2 separate regions of the Sus scrofa genome follow, and region 1 is linked to region 2. A link is a contact called in public HiChIP or PLAC-seq data. All regions are on one chromosome and are shown on one strand. Each heading gives the region's core, a stretch centred on a gene start, on an enhancer-like site or on the middle of the called end of the contact. The rest is flanking DNA. Distances are from core to core; before and after follow the strand shown.

What was found. HiChIP or PLAC-seq counts read pairs in DNA pulled down with a chosen protein or histone mark.
Region 1: an H3K27ac HiChIP or PLAC-seq map of skeletal muscle shows a contact between it and region 2. The contact joins the promoter of HMGCS1 here to the promoter of NIM1K in region 2. A contact is called at or near these places in 1 of 47 Hi-C or Micro-C datasets (embryonic fibroblasts) and 2 of 2 datasets of contacts at active chromatin or transcription factors (alveolar macrophages and skeletal muscle).

Annotation. Positions count from the first base shown.
Region 1 is chr16:27,955,370-27,959,888 of Sscrofa11.1, reverse strand. It overlaps HMGCS1 (3-hydroxy-3-methylglutaryl-CoA synthase 1), which reads left to right and starts at 2,693. Exons shown (of 11, transcript NM_001252215.1): 1 at 2,693-2,750. It overlaps LOC106508153 (a long non-coding RNA gene), which reads right to left and starts at 2,460. Exons shown (of 3, transcript XR_001304747.2): 1 at 2,338-2,460.
Region 2 is chr16:27,856,320-27,860,370 of Sscrofa11.1, reverse strand. It overlaps NIM1K (serine/threonine-protein kinase NIM1), which reads right to left and starts at 2,263. Exons shown (of 5, transcript XM_021077039.1): 1 at 2,072-2,263.

The DNA.
Region 1 (4,519 bases), core at 1,444-3,943, 99 kb before region 2:
TTAAACCTGAAGAGAGATAGCTTTAACTGACACATTTGAAGATTCCTCTTGTCCCATCTTTTCCTACCATTTATCAAGTAAGATAGAGGCTGGAAAGTCAACTCTTTGCTGTGTTTATTATTCTCTCCTCCATCTTTAGACTATAAACTGCATCTGTCTTTCAGTTGCGTCTTCCTACTGTCTAGCTTGAATGGGAGCCACAAATGGGAGCTGCATATGTGGGTTTACATTTTTTAGCAGCCACACTAAAAACTTAAAAAACAGATAAAGTTAATTTTAATATTGTATTTTACTTAACCCAATGTAACTAAAATACTGTTACAAGGAGTAATTAATGTAAAAATTATTAGAGATAGTTCCCTTTTTTGGTAATTAAGTCTTTAAAATTTGGTGTGTAGTTTCCACTTACAGTATAGCTCACTTTGGAATAGCCACCCTTTAAGTGTTCAGGAATAATATGTAGCTAGTAGTTGCCTTATCGGATAGCACAGGTTAGCACAATCTGTCACAGAGTAAAAAGTAAATGTGCGTTCAATGGGTGAATTTATAACGCTAAATGTTATCATTACATCTTGAGAAACTTTTGTTCCTTTCAGAGTAGGGCAGAATAATAAATTATACTTTCTCTTTGATGTATGGCAGCCACAGTGCTTTACTAGTACTACGTGGCATTAAATCTAGAAACAATATAATGAAACATACATATTAACATATCTTAAAAGTGCACATTCAAGTATGACATGCTTATGTTAAAGTGTAGCTCCAAAAAACTTGCAGCCCCTGCCAAAATAAATATAGGTATATTTTGTCCTCAGTTGCATGGACCCTAGCTAATATTTGTGTAGACTGGTATAATCCATAATCTGGTATAATTCTATATTCCACAGAATAGAAAAGGCTTATTTTTAAAAGTTCACTTGAGATGTTCTATATTTAATTACTAATCCATTTTGTTGTCTGTTGCTTGACTTCCCAATAACCAAAAACCATGCTCACCTTGTTTCACTGGAGATTAATTTGATCAAAAAGACAATCTGAACCTGTGGGAATTTCCTGTTGTGCAAGATGATAATAAGACTATCTGGCTAATCATTTCGTATTTTGTACTCCTGGGGTTGGAACTGTTATCCCTTTCTAAGGACAAAGCCTTATCTTCTTTCTAGTGGTTGTCCTTAATACCTTTCAATGCATTTTAACATGCTAAGAATGTTTAAATCTGCCCTCAGAACTGGTGTTGGTCACAGTCAAGCAGTGTTTCTCTCTTTTTATCACCTACTTTACGAAGGTATTAATGATATTGATTCTGGAATAGAATGTCATGGGCAACGCTGTGGAGTATTACCATTATCAAGTGGTCCTCTCTCCCAAATAATTTATGCCACTACTTCATAGTGGCTCCATTACCAATATATTTTGCCACTTTCCTAAGAATGTCTCTTACTAGGTTAGTATCTATAGCGGATAATGAATTTCACATAATAGAAGTTGTGTGCTGCATAGAATCATCAAAGTCCTCTTATCAACTGCTTTTCTGGGTCATAATGAAACTGAGGAGGAGAGAGAGACAGAAACAACTCTGAACCTCTCATGGTCTCCCATCAAGACTAAGTACTACCATTTCTCTATCTGAGATGAGGCAGAGTCTAATTTAAGGCCATAATTGTCCTCCTTTGGATTCTCCCAGTGCTTGAGTGATTTCCTCCAGCTTGACATGCTCCTCTATATTTTCTGAGGAAACTAGGTAGTCAATACCCTGTGGACTTACTGAGAATTTGGGGCCCTTTTCCTTCTTTCAACAACCTTTTATTAGTCAAGTACCACATAAACTCAGAAGATAGTGAGAAATGGGCCAGATGGAGCCCATTCCCTCAGAGTGTATGGGCTAGCAAAAATCCCAGAATAAGGACCTACTCCCTGCTTAGGCAAGGCCCCTTACCCTCTTCACTGGTGTCTAACCCCAAACCATCACATTTTAGTTTTAATTAGGAAGAACTGTCCCAATAATACAGTTAAGGGAGTTTTGTATAGACGTGACACTACTGAGTATCTGCAAATCTGGTATTTAGAACCTGTTATGTAAATATTTGCCAATTTACAAATTTTAGTGACATATTCTGCTCCAACTTGTAATGCTGGAGCACTTGGCTGCTCTGGGAAACTAGAAAACGTTAAGATTGAACTAAAATCAAGTATTTCAGAAATCTTATAGGCGAATCCTAGCTCTGGTTGCTAGGCAACCTGACAGACTCGTCGACAAGGAAGACTTGCCTCCCTCACTTGACCATCTCGCCCCAGTGGTGGGACGCGAAGGTTTCATTGGCCCGCATCTCTACTCACACGGCTCCAATTGGGTGGAGAACCTCTCACTCCGCTCCTGTTGGTTCTCGCCGTGTCTCGCCGCTCTGTCATTGGTAGGCCGGCTCTCGGGCCACCACACGTCACTCTCTCACCCCACTTCCTTGCCCTCTGGCTTTGTCCCCGCCCCTTCCCCCGCCCTTGAAGCCACGAGGGAAAATCCCGCCTCTAGTTTCCTTTGGATTGGTTGAAGCTGGGTTGGGGGACGGGCGCTGCCAGGCTACTCTGCCCTCCGCGATTGGCTGCTGGAGCCACTGTCCCACCTCCCAGAGACTCCCGGCGGTGCCGGAGTCGGGTGGGTCGGCCACTATAAAGCTGGTGGCAGAGGGGAAGCGCCGCGTACTCCCCATCCGTTGGTCGTTATTTTTCCACGGCCACCGCCGGGTCACATTTGGGTGAGTGTCCCGCGCGGAGAAGGAGACTTGGGCTGCTGAGGCCCCGTGGGCACGGTGAGGGCTCCGCGGAGTCGGTGTCCTTGACTAGGCCCGAAGGAGCTCTGGCTCCGTCCGGGTCAGGGCTGAGGCTAGACCCGGCCCGGGAGGATGGGGAGCCGTGAGCGGAGGATGGGGAGCCGTGCCAAGTTGCGGAGGCCCACCGCGGCAGGTCCTAGGAGGGACCGGGGCCCACTGATGTGGGCAGGCGAGTCGCAGAGGGTAGAGGGCGTTGAGGGCTAGGGTTCTGATGACAGTCATTCAGGAGCTGGAGGTGCCAGAGAAGTGGCTGTGACCGCCTTGAGAGGATGGGAGGGGGGCACATGAGGGGGACGAGAAAGGAGATGGGTTGCGGCGAGGCAGTGGTGGGGGGGGTGGTCCTGGAGACTTGGCTTAGGGTGGACACAGAAGCATGGGGAAGATCACACTTGGAGGCTTGTAGGTTGGCAGGGGGTGTGTCCTCCTGGCATATTTACCGGGAGGAAGTGAGCTGGGTAGCATTACTCCTTCTCTAGCTCAGGTGCGACAGGGCATCACAACAGTGATTTTACCTGGCTGAGCACTTTGGGCTTTTGACTGCTTCGGCCTGTGCCTGCTTCAAATATAGCAGATTGCCGTCTGCCACGTTCTCGCCTACGTATTTTTAATGCCCATTAAAAACAAATAGGTTTCCTTGATGTTTCTTGTCTCCCTCCTGCTAATGACTTCAGGACTAGCCTGACTTGATAAGAAGTAAGGGGGAGGCACCTACAGAGTGTTCACGCACAATAGGTTTTGACTTAAACCAAGGACATTTCAAAGCTCAGTATATGGAGTCTTTGAAAAATGTGTGTCCTGCCCTGACTGGTGGTAGAGAAAGGATTACTCTGACCCAGCCTGGAGGAAAGATGTGGACAACAGGTAAAGTGGGGCTGTCCCAGCTGGTCGTGTTTGCCCTAGGACCTTGGTTTTAGCGCATCACAGGCTTCTTTGCTCACCTCAACTGAAGCTCTCCGCTCCCCACTCCCCACTCCCCGTGCTCTTGCCAACGGGCTGCAGGATGATGTGTTCTGCCTGCTGCTAAGTAGCATTCGCTCTATTCCAGGGATGAATCATGAAAAACAATGGAAAAATAAATGACAAAATTAAGACAAATGGAAGTGCTTGTATAGTTAGCAGATTTTTCCTTCTGAGGTGGAGTTTGGACTTTTATTGCATAGATTTCTATTAGAAGGCAAATTGAAAGTCCTTAGCCTGTATCGGTGCCAAATGGTTCTTTGTAGCTTGAGACGTCTAGGCAGTTTGTGTTCTTTATTTTTAAAAGTTCAGTTATTTTTGTGTGGATAAGGAGAGCAGGATAATGGTGTATCTTATGGGAAAGGAGAAAGACTTTCTTTTCTGTGTCTAAACTTTGTTGGTCTAAGTTTGTAAATCTGCCCTTTAATCGGTTTCAGTTTAGTTTGGTTTAGTTAGTAATGCCAGTTCTCAAAAAGTATTTCCAGTGGGGAGAGTTAAATGGATATTGTGTTTGGGACCATAGAAGGCCACGTCATCTATTGGGCTAATTCTGGGCCTCATTTTTTATTTTTATATTTTTATTTTTCTTAAATATTCCTCTAAGATGCTTTTACATCTTGTTTCTCTTAACTGTGTGATTGATTTTGAGATTTTTTTTTTGGCGGGGGGCACACTCTCGGTATAAGGAGGTTTCCAGGCTAGGGGTCTAATCGGAGCTATAGCCACTGGCCTACGCC
Region 2 (4,051 bases), core at 1,014-3,513:
AACCTAAGGCTAAACCAAGAGCATAAAAATAGACTCGATGGCCTATCTGTAGTTATTACTGGGAAATTTAGATTTCACACAAAACGGCCTTTATTTTAAATACAGATAGTTATTGGGGAAAAAAGCACACACCTCAAACTAAATATCTATCCACATTTTTTTCCTAGCACAGAAGGAGGCCTCTCAAAAGATTTTCTCAGGCTTACCACTTAACAGTGGTCAAGCCAAAAATAAACACATGAGGACTTTACTAGGCAAATTCAACACCACACAAAACACCAGTCCATGGAGAGCTGGACTTAGCTTTTTCCCTATTAGCCTCTTTCTGGGCCTCCCACCTACATCCCCCATCTCCTAATTAGAAAGCTAATTAGGATTCCAAATTTATTGCTAAATGGGGAGAGCTATCTGGTCCCCGGCCAGGATTCCTTTAACATCAAACACTCTCCTCTCCCTCCCTTAGTGCAGTAAGCTGTGAGAAGAGATCTGGGCCAGCAGGACTGATTGGCTGGAGGGCAGTGTTTACTCTCAGCTGTCTGAGAGGGAAGATCCGTTTCACAAACTGCAAACTCTGAAAAGACAGAATTAAACAACAACATGTCCTGGGCTTTTAGTACTTTAAAGAAACAAGTATCTTATAGGCTCAATTATTATTACCATGGTAACATGAGGGAAGGTGGGGAGATCTCCTCAAGAACAGTTCCTGGTTCCAGTCAGGCAGCGTCTCAACAGTGCAGGGAGACTTCTTCAGTTACCATGGGAACCGAAATTAGAAGTGCTTTTGCAACACTAACAGAAACCATCTTTTGAAGCTCTTCTGTGAATCACATTGAATACTGATGATGCAAGCTTGAGCGACACATATTTTTCAAACATTAAAAAAAAAAAACCCACCATATTGCCATAAACAAATACTCATTTTAGATTCCTCTTTCCAATCCTGACTTAACTCGGAATCGATTTTTCGGTCTGGTTTTGTCTCCCTTTTGGCTTCCCGCAACCTCGACTGCAAAGACGATTTATTTAATTTCCAAACTTGTCTGGATTGCACGGGTGAGAGCTTAGAACGTGGTTCATTCAATCTCGGTTTGAAATGGGTGAGCAATGGGGTGGGGGAGGGTGGGTCTAATAGAGAACCCTCTTGTCTAATAAACTCCGGAGGACGAAAACGGCGAGGGTGGGGTGCGGAGAGGGGGAAAAAAGCTGAGAGGAACTGAGGAGGAGGGACAGAGGAAAGGGACGAAAAAAGTGCACCGGTTGAACCTTCGATGCCCGTGTTAGGACTAAAAGCACCTTTATCCGTTGCCTTGACCTCTTCATCCACTCAGATACTGTCAGGCACACAAAAGCTGATGAGAAATGGCGTTTTAAAGACCCTGTTGCGATCCTCTCCGGGTGGTACCCCGGAATTCTCGAGCTCCCAATATTCCTGAAGGGACCTCAGGTTAGAGGAGACAGCTTCTCCCTACTTGCCCAGTCTTTCAAAAGAAGCATCTTCAGGGCACAAAGCCGTGTGGGGTGTGGCGGAGGGTTCATTCCTCTGGGCCGCGGCCGTTCTCTGTCAGTTGTCTCCACCGCCCACCGCCAAGTCAGGATCACGCAGGTTCCCCCGCCCTGGTTACAAACTCTCGAGTTTTGGGTTCGCTCCGGCTGGGGCTGGTGGCGCGCAGCTGGTGTGCACGGGGCGAAACGCTGGGCTGCCCTCCCCGCCTCACGTGTGGGCGATCACACAGACAAGGGTGCCCACCCCAAGCCGGGACTCAGGGACACAAGCGCACACACCTCTGGGCGCACGCGTCATCCAGGCACCCGCCGCACCGCCGGCCCACCCTGGACTCTGCCTCTTACGCCCTCTCCTCTCGCGCGCGAAGGGCCTGGGAGGGGACGCCCCCAAAAGCACGTAACCTTCTCCTGACCCCAGTTTGCCCCCCCCTCCCCGGAGTTGTGTCTCCCTTTCCCCTCAGGTTGTGAGGAGGGGAGGCGCCCCTCCTCAGCACCCAGGTCTGCAGCTACTCGGAGGAAGAGGCGACCAGGTCGGGCTCTGGCTGCGAGCCCCGCGGCCCTCGCTTACCTGGGGCGAACCCAGCTCGCGGACTGGCAGTGCCGCGCAGGGTCAGGCGCTCCGGGTGGTTGGCGCTGGCGCGGGGGTTGCGTGGGTGCCCGGGCGCAGCGGCGGGGCGGGAGGCTCCCGGAGCTGTCAGGGGCGGTTGACCTGACTGACCGCGGCCGCTGCAAACCCGGCGCGCCGGCGCGGCTCGGCTCCGCCAAGGGGACCGAGGGGCCCCACAGCGTTTCCCGAAGGACCAATCCGGAGAGGGGGGCTGGCCTGGGGGAGGAGGAGGGGGAGGGGAGAGCTGGGACCGGGAGGCCGGTTGGGCAACTGGGCGCGGGCCTGGACCTCTAGTCTGGTTTCTATGGCAGCAAGGAGGGAGGGGCTGTAGGAAGGGGAGCTGGCTTTGCAGGGGCACCCATCGCAGACTCCCGAGGAGGGGGTTTTGGCCCTGCCACAGAGAGAACCCCTCCTAGAGCACGGACGGGAAACTGCGACACAGCCGAAAGAAGGTTGACACTGCTCCCATCAAGTCACGCCTCATACTGAGCCGCTTCATACTCTTGATCAAAAAGGTTTCTGTGTCCTTGGGAGTCTCGACCCGGTAATCTTCCCAACTAAAGGGAGTTTTCTAGCAAACCACCGTGAGAGCTCCTTCGGGTGAGTCTGGCAGGGTTTAGGCTCTGCAGAAAGAAGTGCCAATGCCACCCTCTGCCCTGATTTCCTCTCAAACATTTGGCCTGGCTCCTTTGGTGGCACTTAGGCAGTGGATCTCCACTTTCCTGTGTGCCCCCCAGCTGTGACCCTCTGGCTAATGGTAGATGTCAAACTTCCAGTTTACAAACAAAGAGGGAATGTGACCCACCGAATACTAAAGCATTGAGGTGATTTACTCCTTCATTTTACAGAGGAGGGAATTGAAGACAGAGAAGTCAGTTAACTTAGTCAGGGTCACACAGCTGCGTAATGGTAGAGCCAAGACTAGGGACCTTAGGTCACAGCTCAGTGAGCACTCTCCACCTCCTCATGTTGCTCTATCCTGGATTCACAGTTGCCAGGGCATATTTACAAAAGCAAAAGAGCTGAGGAGAAAAGTAACCTAAGTTTAAAAACCTTTTTTTTTTTGTCTTTTTAGGGCTGCAGGTGCAGCATATGGAAGTTCCCAGGCTAGGGGTCTAATCAGAGCTGTATCTGCAGGCCTACACCAGAGCCACAGCAATGCCAGATCCGAGCCGACCTACATGGAAGCTCACGGCAACACTGGATGTTGAACCCACTGAGCAAGGCCAGGGATCGAACCTGAAAGATCATGGTTCCTAGTAGGTTTCCTTTCCACTGCGCCAAGACAGAAACTCCTAAAAACCTTCTTATGGTAGAAATTAGAGAACCCAAAGATTCCTGTTTTTGCTACCTACAGACATTGTTATAAATGCTTTCACAAAGAGTAACTGATTAAATCCTCATAATAACTTTTTAAGTTAGGTGCTCTTATTAGCATCCCTGTTTTTACAGATGAGGAGAATGAGACCTAGAAAGGTTATTTGACTTGCTCAGTGTCGCAGTATGACTTGTTCAGTGCTGGTTTTGGGATTCAAACCCGGCAGTCTGACTGGAGTCTGGTGCACTTCCTCACTTCCCTCTGCTGCCTCTTTGAATGATGATTAAAGGAGCCAGAACAAAAACGGCAAGAAATAAAACCTTGGACAGCTCCACGAATCCACGAATTTGACCACTGAGACTGACAGGAAAAGCAAGAATCTGGAATAATTGCTTCCTTGTTTTATGAGAGTTGTCATCTACCTGTGTAGGATAAAGTTTCTCTGTGATAAAAGTGTGTCTTTAAAGGGAGACTTTCTCCTCAAAAGACCAAAGGATTATTCTTAAAAAGAATAGTCTTTTAAGGAGTTCCCGTCATGGCTCAGCCATAACGAATATGACTAGTATCCATGAGGACATGGGTTTGATCCCTGGCCTCGCTCAGTGGGTTAAGAATCTGGCATT